Linked DNA regions of Mus musculus: regions 2 and 3 are each linked to region 1. The links are chromatin contacts, called in public promoter capture Hi-C maps. All regions are on one chromosome and are shown on one strand. The core of a region is the stretch at or near the end of the contact, and the rest is flanking DNA. Distances in the headings are between cores, read along the strand shown. Region 1 holds the start of Kansl1 (KAT8 regulatory NSL complex subunit 1). Region 2 holds the start of C130046K22Rik (RIKEN cDNA C130046K22 gene). Region 3 holds the start of Wnt9b (wingless-type MMTV integration site family, member 9B).

What was found. Promoter capture Hi-C pulls out the DNA fragments that hold promoters and counts their contacts.
Region 2: a contact with region 1 is called in a promoter capture Hi-C map of liver, with 2.7 times the contacts expected there. The contact joins the promoter of C130046K22Rik here to the promoter of Kansl1 in region 1. A contact is called at or near these places in 1 of 39 promoter capture datasets (liver) and 1 of 115 datasets of contacts at active chromatin or transcription factors (memory CD8 T cells).
Region 3: a promoter capture Hi-C map of macrophages shows a contact between it and region 1, with 5 read pairs. The contact joins the promoter of Wnt9b here to the promoter of Kansl1 in region 1. A contact is called at or near these places in 1 of 39 promoter capture datasets (macrophages) and 1 of 115 datasets of contacts at active chromatin or transcription factors (astrocytes).

The regions. Positions count from the first base shown.
Region 1 is chr11:104,440,020-104,444,213 of GRCm38.p6, reverse strand. It overlaps Kansl1 (KAT8 regulatory NSL complex subunit 1), which reads left to right and starts at 1,894. Exons shown (of 15, transcript NM_001372459.1): 1 at 1,894-2,489.
Region 2 is chr11:103,695,378-103,699,571 of GRCm38.p6, reverse strand. It overlaps C130046K22Rik (RIKEN cDNA C130046K22 gene), which reads right to left and starts at 1,848. Exons shown (of 3, transcript NR_102389.1): 1 at 1,700-1,848. Gosr2 (golgi SNAP receptor complex member 2) reads left to right here and starts at 1,849. Exons shown (of 6, transcript NM_019650.4): 1 at 1,849-1,942. The coding sequence starts at 1,914.
Region 3 is chr11:103,747,668-103,751,861 of GRCm38.p6, reverse strand. Wnt9b (wingless-type MMTV integration site family, member 9B) reads left to right here and starts at 2,041. Exons shown (of 4, transcript NM_011719.4): 1 at 2,041-2,175. The coding sequence starts at 2,093.

The sequences.
Region 1 (4,194 bases), core at 645-3,144:
CTGCATCTCTTTTCCTAGTGCTGAAATTATAAATGGCATGCAGCACCATGACTGTGTAGATAGTCAAGATTTTAAGAGTTTGGATAGTTAATAACATTGTTATAAAGAGTTTCTTTCACTAATATTTAAGAAATTAAATTTAAGAATATTGTAGAAAGCTTTGCCTTATTTTCATTCAGCTAATTTAGATTTTGTTATCTTCAGATTAGGGCTCTAGGTCACCATCTGTTGGTCCTGTAATTATGTATAAACATCCTCTGTGGCATTACTGTTTATGTGAATATATATGCTCTCTCTCTCGCGCACACACACACACATACATACACACACATGCAAACACACAATCTTACCTGTATTATAAGTTAAAAAGCCCAAACTATTGATCTTTTTTGGATGCATATGTAAATATGTATACATCTATCAGTTTATCCCTGTGTATTGACTCTATGTTGTCTCCTGCCTTTGATATTTGAAAACCAAGATCATGTTTGAGAGTGTAATTTTAAAAATGCAGATGGAAATTCAAGAGAAATATAGATGCAGATACTGCAGAAACTTGTTGAGTTAGAGACTTTGTGGGCTAATGAAAACTGGTCTATAACAATAGTTTTTTTTTTTTGAGGAGCTGAAGTGACACATAACACCGGATACTGGTTTGGTAAACCACACAAAGTATTGAGCATTTTACATCTTCCTTTTGGTAGACTCTACTCTTCTCATCTGCTGAGCTTGGTGATTTAGTTGTTGGAACAAGTTTTATGCTATTTGATTTTGGTGAGTCCTAATAATCTTTGGACATGGTTAGCTTTAAAGGGTGGTGGATTTGTACTGTGTAATGTGTCACTTTGCGTTATATTAAGTTTTCTAAGTCCAGAAAATGTTCTCTGATATTAAACCTTATTTGGGAGGAAGGAACCGATATCGTGCTGACAAACTAGAGTCAAGAGTAATTAGGTGCCACTACTTTTAAGTCAACGCTGGTAAGAACATGACAGGTTTGCTTTTGTTGTTCATTGTTAAACTTTTAGCGGGTCTGTGAACTTTAATTTGGTAGTAGCAGGAAACAAAAAAATTACTGTGTAATGAATGCGTTTTTGCCTATTTTGGCGGATCTGACAAATCAAGAAGCCTAAAACAACACGCGGGCTTAACGAAAACTACAGTTCCCAGCGGGCCCGGCGCTGGTGGGCCATCATTTCCCCTCTAGCTCCCAGCTGCCCCTGCCCGGGCTAGCCCCGAGTCGGTCCTAGCTCGCGCCTGCGCAATGGCGTCCGCTTATTTTTTGGTTTGGCGGCTGCAGAGCGTGGCGCTAGGGCTAGCAGCCAGCCGTGTGCTGCAGTGTACAGAGCAGGGTGTAGGACAAAGGGCGGGTGGCAGGGACCGCGTCACTGGTCAGGGAGCTTCCTGCCCGTCTCAGAGCACGGTTGGCCCTGGGGTAGTGTGGCCGCAGCAGCTTCTTCATTCACTGCACACACAGTTCTTCGCTCACGTCCTCTAGCTCTGCTGTGTCAGTCCGCCCTCCCCTCAAACCGGCGCGCAGCACCGCCAGCCACAGAGCCGAGGGAATGTGACGGCATCAGCGCCTCAGGTTAGCCTCACCTCGATCGAAGCGAGGGCCCCGCGTCGCTTGCCGCAGTGCCGCGTGTCGCTGCCGCACGTATCAGGCACCAGGCACCGGTTTCCGCAAACAGAGGCGCAGAAGCAGCGGCCGCGGCTAGGAGCCATGACTGAGGCGGCGGCGGCCGCGCCTCCTGGCAGCCCGCGGGGGCGGCGAGGCGGGCGCCCCCTGGCGGCGCGCCGGGGCGGAGCGGCCCGCCGCAGCCGCAGCCGGCGGAGGCGCTGCTGTCCCTCCTCCCCGTGTCCCCGGCACTCGCCCGCTCGCTTGCTCGCTCCATTCTCCCTCCGCTTCAGATTAAAGGGGGGGAGGGAAAAGGAGCTCGGCCGCCATTTTCCCAGTGCCGCCGCCGCCACCGCCACCGCTCGCTGAGCCGGCGGGAGAACCAAGCGCCGTAGCGAAGCCGACTCGTCTCGCCGCGGCGGCTTGGGGGGCGGCCGAAGTGCGCTCCCCGGCCGGGAAGAAGCTCCCGGGGTGGCGGCCGGGGTGCGGGCGCGGGCTGCAGACGGCGGCGCTTGTTTGTGCGGGGCGGGGGGGGCAGCTTTACCCTCTGCCCCCGCCCGCCCGGGGCTGCGGTCCCCGCCGTGCCCAGGCCGGGTCGGAACGGAGGAAGGCCGGAGAAAGGGCCCGAAAGAGAAGAAAAAGCAGCCGCTCCCCGCCGCCGCCGCCTTCCCCTCCCCCTCCGCCTCGCCCCCCCGCCCGGAAAGTCAGGGCGGCTCCGGGCGCCGGGGGGGAGGAGAGCGGCGGGCCGGGCCGGAGCAGCAGCCGCGCGCCCCCGCCCGCTGGTCCTCGGCGCCCAGGCCGGGGGGCTGTTTGCAAACTGCGCCCATTTTGTGGGGCCGAATCCGCCCGGGCTACGCTCCTCCATCACGTGGTAGGTGCTGCTGCTGCTCCTTTCCTCCTCCTCCCGCTGCCCTTTCTCCTTCTCCTCGCTCTCCCTGTGGTTCCCATTTCTCCCTCTCTTTGTTAGTTGTAACTAGAAAGGCTGGGCAGGGGAAGAAAAATCCCCGGAACTTTAAATGGCCTCTCCGGGCTTCCCCGCTGCGGGTCCGGGCTGGGAGTCGCCCCAAGGGCGGGGGTGTGCGGGGGCCCTTCCCCACCAGCTGCCGCCTCGTTCGCTGGGCTTTCCTTTGGCGTTCTATTTAAAAAGGCGGCCTGGAGAACCTGGTTTATTTCCGAAAAAAAAAAAAAAAAAAAGCAAAAACAAAAAGACCAAAAACAAACTCTTGCTCTCGCCTTGAACTTCTCTTGACTGCAAAAGGTCTTTCTTTGCTCAAACACATCTTGCATGTCTGTCTCACGGTTTGTATCACAACTCTGATTGTTAACATTTTTTGTTGCTTAAATATTGAGGTCATTTGCGTTTTCGGATCTAGTCTCAGGCAGCCCTTTTTTTCAACTAAAGAGGAAGAGGCATTTATTTGCTTTTAAGTGAGTTGGAATCTTACTGCTTTTGGGGGGGCCTGTTTTCGGACTGACGGCCTTTGATTCTCAGCAAATAGTTTATAATTGTTTTCCGTATTGTAAACAATCTTACTCCCATGTTTTACCTAGAAATCCTTTTGTTTTCCAATGTTGGAATCCCAATGTGGATTTTTAGAGAAACTCGTTACTTAACTATTGCTTATTGATTGCCTTAGGGGAAAAGGGGTGACATGATGGCGCCACTTTAAATTGCTCTTTCCTCCGCCTGTTTTTTCCTCCTTTATCCTGGAGGTCACTGGAGCATTTTCCGTGACCTATTAATAAAACCGCACTTGAGGGTGTTAGCTGTACAACTCTTAGGGGTTAGAATTTGGTACCTTAAAGATTGAGAAACCCGAATCCTGCAGTCCCCAAAGTTAAGAGAAATCTCGCTAGTCCTCCAACCTAGCTTTCCTCCCCTCCATTCACAATCCTGGTGTTGCCATATCCTTCGTCACGTGGCTAGCAATCATTGTGGGGTTTTGTTTGTTTGTTTGGGGGGGTGTATGTTAATATTTTAAGCTGTAGCCAAGTAAGTGTCCCTCTGCCCATTAGAGAGATCACAATGCTCTAGGGTTTTTTTTTTTTAATACATTCGGAGAACATTTTAAAATAAACGATAAAATTACATAATCCTTGCCTTGCATAATCATGATATAGTTACAGAACTTCTTCTCAAAAGTACTTTCAATCAAGTAGGAAAATCGTTATATTAAAATGATTTCTGTTTCTTAGACTGGTCTGCAGTTTATATTTCCCACCCCACCTCCCTTTTTTGTTTTTGTTTTTAAGGTCATTTGAAGTACCAGTATTTACAAAAGCATAAAGTGGGCGTGTTTCCCTTTCCTCTCTTCTATGGGCTGTACTTGGTTTCTTGTCTTATTCTCCTACCAATTTAGAAATTTTCAATTAACTGCAGCTGTTGTCAGTTGAGACTTTTTTTTTTTTTTCTTCTGACAGTGGATACTTTTGATGTGTTTCTTTGTTGCATTTTTGATAGAGAAGTTTTTAATTCTAGTTTTCCAATCTTCTTACTTGGTTGTTATAACTTCTTGTAAATATTAACTATAAAATGCTAAAGTACATTTTTTTCTTTTTCTAGGTAAGTTACTAGC
Region 2 (4,194 bases), core at 599-3,098, 740 kb after region 1:
GGAGAGAAGCCACCAGCGGATGCTGTTACACAGTACAGGCAATACCTTCACTAGCAAAGCACAGTAATGGTTTGGGTCAGTAATCCCCAGCAGTGGGAAGTGTGCACAGCATCCTGGGTGCCAACGCAGTCAGCACTAGCAAATGGCACAAGGAATTGGAAAGGCAGGGAAAGTTACTGAGACTGATGCATTCAGGCCCTGAAGACCTGTGGCATTATAAATAATAACAGCTTTGTTTTCTTTTGTTTTTCATGGTGGTCAGAAATAGCACATTCAAAAATAAAGGACAAGAACAGGTATAGTTACTGGGCCCACAGTGGATAGTATAAGGAATCTTTGCTGTATTTATTACAAAAAAAGGGAATATTATAAAAATGAATACCATCCATCCTGGCAGCAAAGTCATGGTGGCAGGCAGCTTCATGGTGCTGGGAATGGAGGCAGCTACTCACTGCACCTCAGCTGAGCAGAAAACAAAGGAGAAGACTGGCACTTTCCCCCTATTACTTATTTTTTTCCTGTTCTTATAAATCTGTAATATAATTTAAAATCAAAATGCCTATAGAGCAAAGACCCACAAAGATTTGACCTGGGACCTCACACAAGTCAGAGACAATTCTACTGAGACACACACAAGCACACATATACATACTTCCCTGTGCATCCCTCACCAGCAAAGTACTAAAAAACTAAGGATACAGCCTTTTATCTATGCCCCGCCCCCACGCTACTCAACCTTAGCTAAAGTGCACCATTCCCACAAACCCTCTATCGGTTCTTGAAGGCCCCCCATGCTTTCTTGATCCATGAACCCCTACTGCTCTTCTCCAGGCAAATGGTCCTTAGTCATACCCTAAATGTTGATTGTTAATTCAGCTTTAAAATAAGGACTTTCTCAATAGACAGCGAAACACCAGGAATGTGTTTTACCTGGGTTCCTATCCTACATATCTGTGCATGGTGCATAGTAGATGTTCAATAAATGGGAGTGGAACTGGGAAATGTAATGTTAGGGAAAGAATGAATATGGGCGGGCAGTCTCTTGGGACATAAAACTGGGAGGGATGCAGGATACAGGAAAATCCAAGCTTCAGCTCACCAAAGGAAGAGGAACAACTCCTCCCTTGGGAGGAACTGTAGATAAGAACCTAGATGGATGGAAATGAGATGGGCCTAGGTGAAGACAAGTGTTTGAACCTTTCCAAGTCCTAATCCAAATGTCACCCGCCCTTCATGTCTTTAAAAACAATTTCCTATTGACCACAACACCAGCCCAGCTCATTATCTTTGTATTTATTTGGATGTTCTACCATTATCTTTGTACTTATTTGGAATGTTTATTTGTATACAGATCGTAGTTCCTTCTCTAGTCCAACCTCTTGAAGAACAGGGAAATTTTGGTTGTTCCACGTCATATGCTAACCACTCACTCACTGTGGGTTTACTAAAAATGAGCCGGAGATGGGAAGACTAGTGGGCGGACTAGTTCGAGGCAGGAAAAGCACGCGTCGTGAGGAAGTGAGATTCCCCAGACCTGTAATTACACACTCCAAGGAGAAGCCAAGCCCGACCGCGGGGCGGAGAGCGACGTAGAGAGTCGCCGGCGACTTCTCGGGGGAGGCTCTGACGTCAGTGCCTCGCGACCGTCCTCTCCGCTACCTGATTCAATCCCGGAGCTGGACTTTAGCAAAAAACTCACCCCCGCCGCTCTCCGCGAGCTCCGGCCCGGAGCCACACCCATCCCTCGCGTCCCGCTTTCCTTCCGCGCAACCCCGTCTCCGACCTCACAACCACCACGGGACAGGCACACTCGCGGGCGCCCTACTCAGCAGGGCGGGCCCTGAGACCGGAAGCCGGAAGTGGGGTTGTGAGGACGTGTTCCGAGGAAGCCGCAGGCCGGCTAGGCCGGCGTCATGGAGCCCCTATACCAACAAACGAACAAGTGAGGGCTGCGTCGGGGAGCGGGCTGGGCTCCGCCCGGGCTGCGGCCCCTAGGGCTCGGGGCTCTGGGGACTGTCATTGTGGAGGTTTCCGCTCGGGCTGCTCCGCATCTCTTAGCCCCTGGTGCGATGCTCTTAGCCGAAGGGGATCGAGCCGGGGCGCGAAGGCTTGGGCCCGGTAGCTCTTGGCCGCAAGCCGTGACTGCCTATTGGCAAGGGAAAGCAGCGCCCCTAGGTTACAGCACTTGATCCAGCACCTGCCAGCTTAGTCCTCCGGGTTGGTAGAGCTTAGAGAACAGAGAAAACTGTTGCCGAGGCTTGTGTCTATGAATCTATTGCTTAAGTGGGAGTGTCAGGGGTTGTACGAAAGAAGTATTTTGTGTACTTGATTGGACATTTAAAGAACTTATTTTTGTGACACAAAGACGGGCAGGTAACTAGTGACTATTTTTGTGAGTCATATCTGATTACAAGTTAGCCTTAAGGAAATTGAAATTGAGTCTTAGATTAGCTTTTCATAACTAAGTTTCCTTGGTGGGTCCTTTTTTTTTTTTTTTTTTTTTTTTTTCCATACCGTCCTTTGTTTTGGGAACTTGCAGTGTTATGCAGCTAGACACCATGAGGGGCCACATACCTATGTTAGTTTAAGAACTTTCTATTGATTGTATGACAGCACTGAAAAATCTTATTCCTTGGGCCTGAAAAATGACATAAACTAGTCATCCTGCCTCCCCAGGAAACTCATAACAAAAAGAATGGAAATAAGATGGTGGTTATTCTCTTTTTACCTTTTTTTTTTTTAAATTTGTTTATTATATGTAAGTACACTGTAGCTGTCTTCAGACACCTCAGAAGAGGGCATCAGATCTCATTGCAAATGGTTGTGAGCCACCATGTGGTTGCTGGGAATTGAACTCAGGACCTTCGGAAGAGCAGTCAGTGCTCTTAACCTCTGAGCCATCTCTCCAATCCCCCTTTTTACTTTTGTCAACAAAATGTTTGATTTGGGTGGGGGAAAATAAACTACATTGTAATGACAATTTGCATATTATATAATAAGTGTAGGAAGAGATTTTAAAAGACTATCCTGTGAGTCACGTGGAAAAGGAATGAGGCAGAAAATTGCCCTCATTTACTAAGAACGGATCCTTTCCATAGCAAGACACATGGACCTAGCAGAGCGGTGAGTTAATCTGCTAGTTGCTGAATTGACAGAACAGTGTCAGAACATACTCGTCTCACTAGAACTTTGAACTGATTCTGTGATTATCTCTAACTGTGAAGGTACGTTGACATAAAATCGATTATTTAAAGTCATATAGCTGGAAAAGTCCTGAGCACTGAGTGGATGAACAAAACAAAAAAAAAAGAAAGAAAGAAAGACAGGATGTTTTACATTAGCAATATTCTACTAGGATGAGCTTTAAAGAGAATCCAGTAGGCTTCCATTTTGGGTACTCATGTTCATAAAAGATACATTTGTCCCTTGTGTTGTCTAGCTGCCATCCTGGAATTCATCTTTAGATAGTTTGGAGTAAGTAGGTCTCAGACACAAACAGCTCTGGAGTGATCACGCAGGCTTTTCTGGTGGTTTTACTCAGTAGTTAGTTTTAAGAATTATTATCTCAAGATCAGTTTGTCAGCTTGCCTTAGGAGGTAAAGACTAGCTATGGAGGTAGAGTGGAAGACGTGACAATAACCAAGTGCATGTGAAAACTGTGGGCGTGTATGTGTTGTGTGGGTGTGTGTACATTCAAGATGGGATTCTATTACATAGCTGAGGTTAGCCTATAAGTTGTGGTGTAGCTTAGACTGGCCTTGAACTTACAGTCCACCTGCTTCTTTGTCCTGTGTGCTAAGATGACAGGTGAGCACCACTATATCCACTACTTACTAACTTCCTCCCTTCCTTCCCGTCATGTCCCATCCTGTCTGATCCAGTCCCTCCCAACCAATCAACCAACCTCCCTCCCTCTCTTCCTCTGTTCATTCGTCCTTTTCTTTCTTCATCCGTTTGTTTGTTTGAGGTAGAGTCTCACTTTGTAGCCCTGGCTGACCTGGGACTCACTATGAAAACTAGACTGGCCTGGAACTCTTAGAGATCCACCTGCCTCTGTCTCTCGAGCTGTTGGGATTACGGATATACCACCACTCTCATTAGTTTAAAAGCAACGGCAGTTTAACTTGTTACTGTTCTGGGTTACATAGCTTCTTCATATGGCAAAGGGTTCCATAATCTCTCAGATAATTGTTT
Region 3 (4,194 bases), core at 792-3,291, 690 kb after region 1:
CATTGGGAGGTTTCCTGCTCAGAGCCGCCCAGGAGGCAAAGCCCTGATCTGGTCCTAACTTGGGAAGGAAGGAGCCTTGGGGCGGGGCCCACTGTCCTGGCTGTTGGGATTCAAGATCATAGAATGAGCACTTTCTGTGCCTCATTCTCTAACCACCAAGGTCTGGGTTGAATCTTAAGGTTTCCTTCCAACCTTCTTCAAGTTCAGCCTGACAGCAACAGGCAGCTGTGTCACTTGGGGGACCGTTGTTCCCTCTTCCCATCATCTTGTCTTCTCTGTGCATATGTACTTGTGGGCTTTAGGACAGGAAGGGCAGTCGGAGCAACCCAAGGTGAACTCCCTCCCTCCTTCTCTGCCAACAGTAGGGTGCCAGTGGGTACTGCTGGGTGTTGCTGATATCTTCCTGTTAGCTTAGTCCTCAGCACTCTCTTGGACTCACACAGGTCCCTCTGAGCTCCCTTTGCCTCTGAGCCTCCTGGATCCCCCTGTCACACTTTTACAATAGAGGAGACAGAGCCAGATTCTGCCAGCTTGCTGAGATGACCGCACACATGTCTCCCCATGCTGTCATACACGTGACCATAACGATGGCTTAAAATCAGCCTTGGAGGGGACACTTACATCCACAGTCCAGAAACCAATGAACAAATCACAGAAATCACGCAGCAATCCCTCATCCCCCAGCAGAGTAAACATCAGCCCACGGTGCTGGGCTCCTGCCTGCAGGCATAACAACCCACACCTCACTACCTCCTCTCTGACATCTCATCTACACAAAAATCTTGTCAGTTCTTTGTCATCCTCCCTGTTTCACGTCTGGAATTCGTAGTTCACGTGGTTGAATTCCAGGTCTCTGAAGCCTATGTTGGGCCTTGCAGCCTCAGTAAACAGGACCACCAGATTTGATAGGACCACAGAGCTGTGGTAGCAAAGGGTCATGTGGCTACTGAGTTGCTCCACAGTGAAACAGCTCAAAGAGGCTCACCACCATAGCCAAGTTTCCTCTGTTGCAACAGCTTGATGTCAGAACTGGCATAAATCTTCCTCGTTCCAGGCCGATATCCTCCACAAAGCCAAGGTCACTGTCACCCAATGTTCTAACTCCATGTCTAGTTTCTTTCTTTTCCTTCCTTCCTTCCTGCCTCTCTTTGACATTTTGCACCAAGATTTGACATTCATTAAAGCCAGATTGTGGCTTTTTGCTTGATTTGGCTCAGTGTTCAAGATGCCCAAAGGCGTTTGAAAGCTCATTTGGTTGTATGTCTCCTTCCTAGACTGATGTCACCCCTGCTTCGTTGTAAGAATTGGAGTCAAACTTTTTTTTTTCTTAAAGCAACAGGCAGCATTGAGGCCCAACACTAAGGAGATTCACGTTTTATATGATGGAGATCTGGCTTCTATGCATCTAGGGAGTCCGCTTCCTCCTGCTTCTGTGGCTCTGCCTCACTCCTCAGACAGTGTAAATTTTTGACCAGTAATAGTGTTGTCGTCATACGAGAGCCCTTTACACCTCCGCCGATGGCTGTCAGTTTCGTGTTTAAGAGCAGGTACCCTCTGTATGAGGTTCTATGTCTAAGAGTCCTCCTAGCCAATGGACATGAATGTCTCCCGCTGTTGGGGAAGGACTCTGCGCAGGACCTCTCTCTCAGCCTTCGGAATCCCTGAGCAAAGAAAGCTGAACTCGCTCTACAGAATAGTGACGACCACGAACTTTTGCTATACAGAGATCGCGCACCCGAGCATCTCTCCCGGGAGAGGCGGCATCTCTGAGGCAGCACCTCCTAGGTCCCCAGAACCCCAATCCTCTCCAGGGCCAGGGTCCCACACGGTCCGCCTTCTTTGCTGGAGTGGGCGCGGCTCCAGGTGAGCACTCACCTGAGAAGGGGAGGGGCCTGCTGCTGACCCCTCCCACAACAGGGCGGGCAGAGTTCGGCGGAGCCTATGGGGCGAGGGGCTCGCCGGCTGCGAGGCTCCCTCCCCGGGCCGCTCGCGCTCCGCCCTACCGGGTTTAAAGCCCCGCGGGCGGCTGGTGGCGGCGCTACGAGCGCCTAGTGGCGCGAGGAGATGCGAGAGTGCACCGGCCGCCTGCACCATGCGCCCCGCGCCCGCGCTGGCCCTGGCTGCGCTCTGCCTGCTGGTGCTGCCTGCCGCTGCCGCCGCCGCCGCCTACTTCGGGTCAGTGCCGGTCGCGTCCCCTCGCTCCGTATGCCCTGCCCCCGGCTCGGGTCCCTGCGAGGCCTCGAACTCAGCCCTTTGCTCAGGTGGACCCCGATCGCTTTGAGGGCGCATTTCCCTCCCAAATCTCCATCCCTCGCTCTCTGTGCTCAGACTTAATCTCCCTTTCTCGAGTCTACCAAGTCTAGGTCCCTTGCGCTTCCCGGTTCCTCTGCCGGGCGGCTGTCAGACTGCAGACTGGAGCTCGGCTTGCGCAGGGGATCCTGACCTGACACCCCTGATACGCCCTTGTCCGCGCAGGTCCAAGCGTCGGTCCTGGGCTCTCATGTCCTCTTCAGATCTTTCTCGGTACCCTCTATGTCCCCATCCTGGACTCCGTCCAGCTACACTTTTTGCTTGCGATTTCAGTATCCTTTGCTTTCTCCCTGCAGAGCTGGGACCCGGACACCTGGCTGGGTAGAGGGATAGGTGGGTAGGGGTGGGGAGGAAGCTGAGAGTTTTGTTGATCCAAGGTTGTGGGAGATCCTGGGACCGCGGGGCACATTAGTTAGATGCTTAAAGAACTGTACGGTGAGGAAGTGCGACCAAATTAAACCCCAGAGGATAGGGTTTATGGGAAAGAGAGGGAGAGAGGCCCATCTGGGGGTGTCCATGGTTAGAAAAATAACAATAGCTTCTGGTGTGATACCTGGAGAGTGAGTCTCAAGGGAAATAATTGAGGGAAGCAAAATGGCATTTGTCTGCAAATGTCTTCACTGACTCTGGATTGAAGATACTTGGTGAGGGTTGGGCGTGGCGGTGATGGTAGGGATCATGGATTTTAAAAATCACCTCAACCCAAAGCAGGCTCCAAATGCTTAACTTTAAACATTGCCTTTTTCTTCCAGTTACATCCCTAGTCAGGCAAGGCTCACAATCCAAGCACAGCAGAGGCTGATCTCAGGAAACCACCATAGGGTGTGAGGGTCCAGGGGCAACCTCACCGGCTTGAATAAGGGATGTAGGCTAATTTCCAGGTCATGACCTCTGGCTAAAATGTACCTGAGTTATAAGCAGCAACCTCCCCAGAAGTATATGGGGAGGGATGGTCAGTCTCAGTCCTAGTGGAGGTCCCTGCTGATGATCTGGGAGGACCATTCAGTTCCTGGGGACTCAGTATCTCCGTTTGACCCGCGCCCAGAACAGCAGACATGTTCATTGCCAAGAACTTGCCCCAGTGGACACGACTCAAGGGAGAGGACACAAGCTCTGAGTTCAGTCCTGCCACTTTCACGGCACTGCGTGTCTGGCCTGTAGAATGTGGATAAGAGTGTCTGAGGGGAGCGCATAGAAAGCTCTTAGAACAGTGGCTAGCATGTAGTAAAAACTCAGGTAATGCTATTGAGGATGACGGTAGAGGAAACCAAGAGGGTTCTGGGTATCCCAGACTCAAGTGTCTCTCTGAGCTGGAATAGAGGAGCAACTGACCCCAGACTGTTTCCACGATTCTTTTCTTTCTTTGGGTTTTATGGTTGGAGACAGGAGTGAAGGTCCGATGATGTGGGAAGAGAAGGGTTCCAGGAGGCCTGGACCACACTGGCTGGTATGCTGGAAGGGAACAGATTTGGGGCCTGGGGAGCAAGGGACAATCTTGAAAGTAACAGGGGAGATGGTTAGTTATGGAGAGAGAGAGAGAGAGAGAGAGAGAGAGAGAGAGCTTGATTTTGGGGTCCTTCCTTGAAAGAGCTGAAAAGATACACATACAGGCTTCATGCTGTTAACTGTTTGGGCTCAGGGAACGGGCAGGACTCATCAGGGCAAACTCTCATGTGACTTAGGTGGCCCAGGTTTCCTAGCCTAGCACCAGTGTTTGCTTCCAGCCATCCACACTTCAGTGAGACCATGAAGCAGTGTGCTTATCCCTCCTTAGGTCACTCGCCTTTGAAGTCTCATTTCTAAGTATAACATGAAATGCTTTCTTTTATTTCCTGATGAAAGGAAATTCAGAGATCAGGAGAACAGGTGACAGCAATTTTGGTA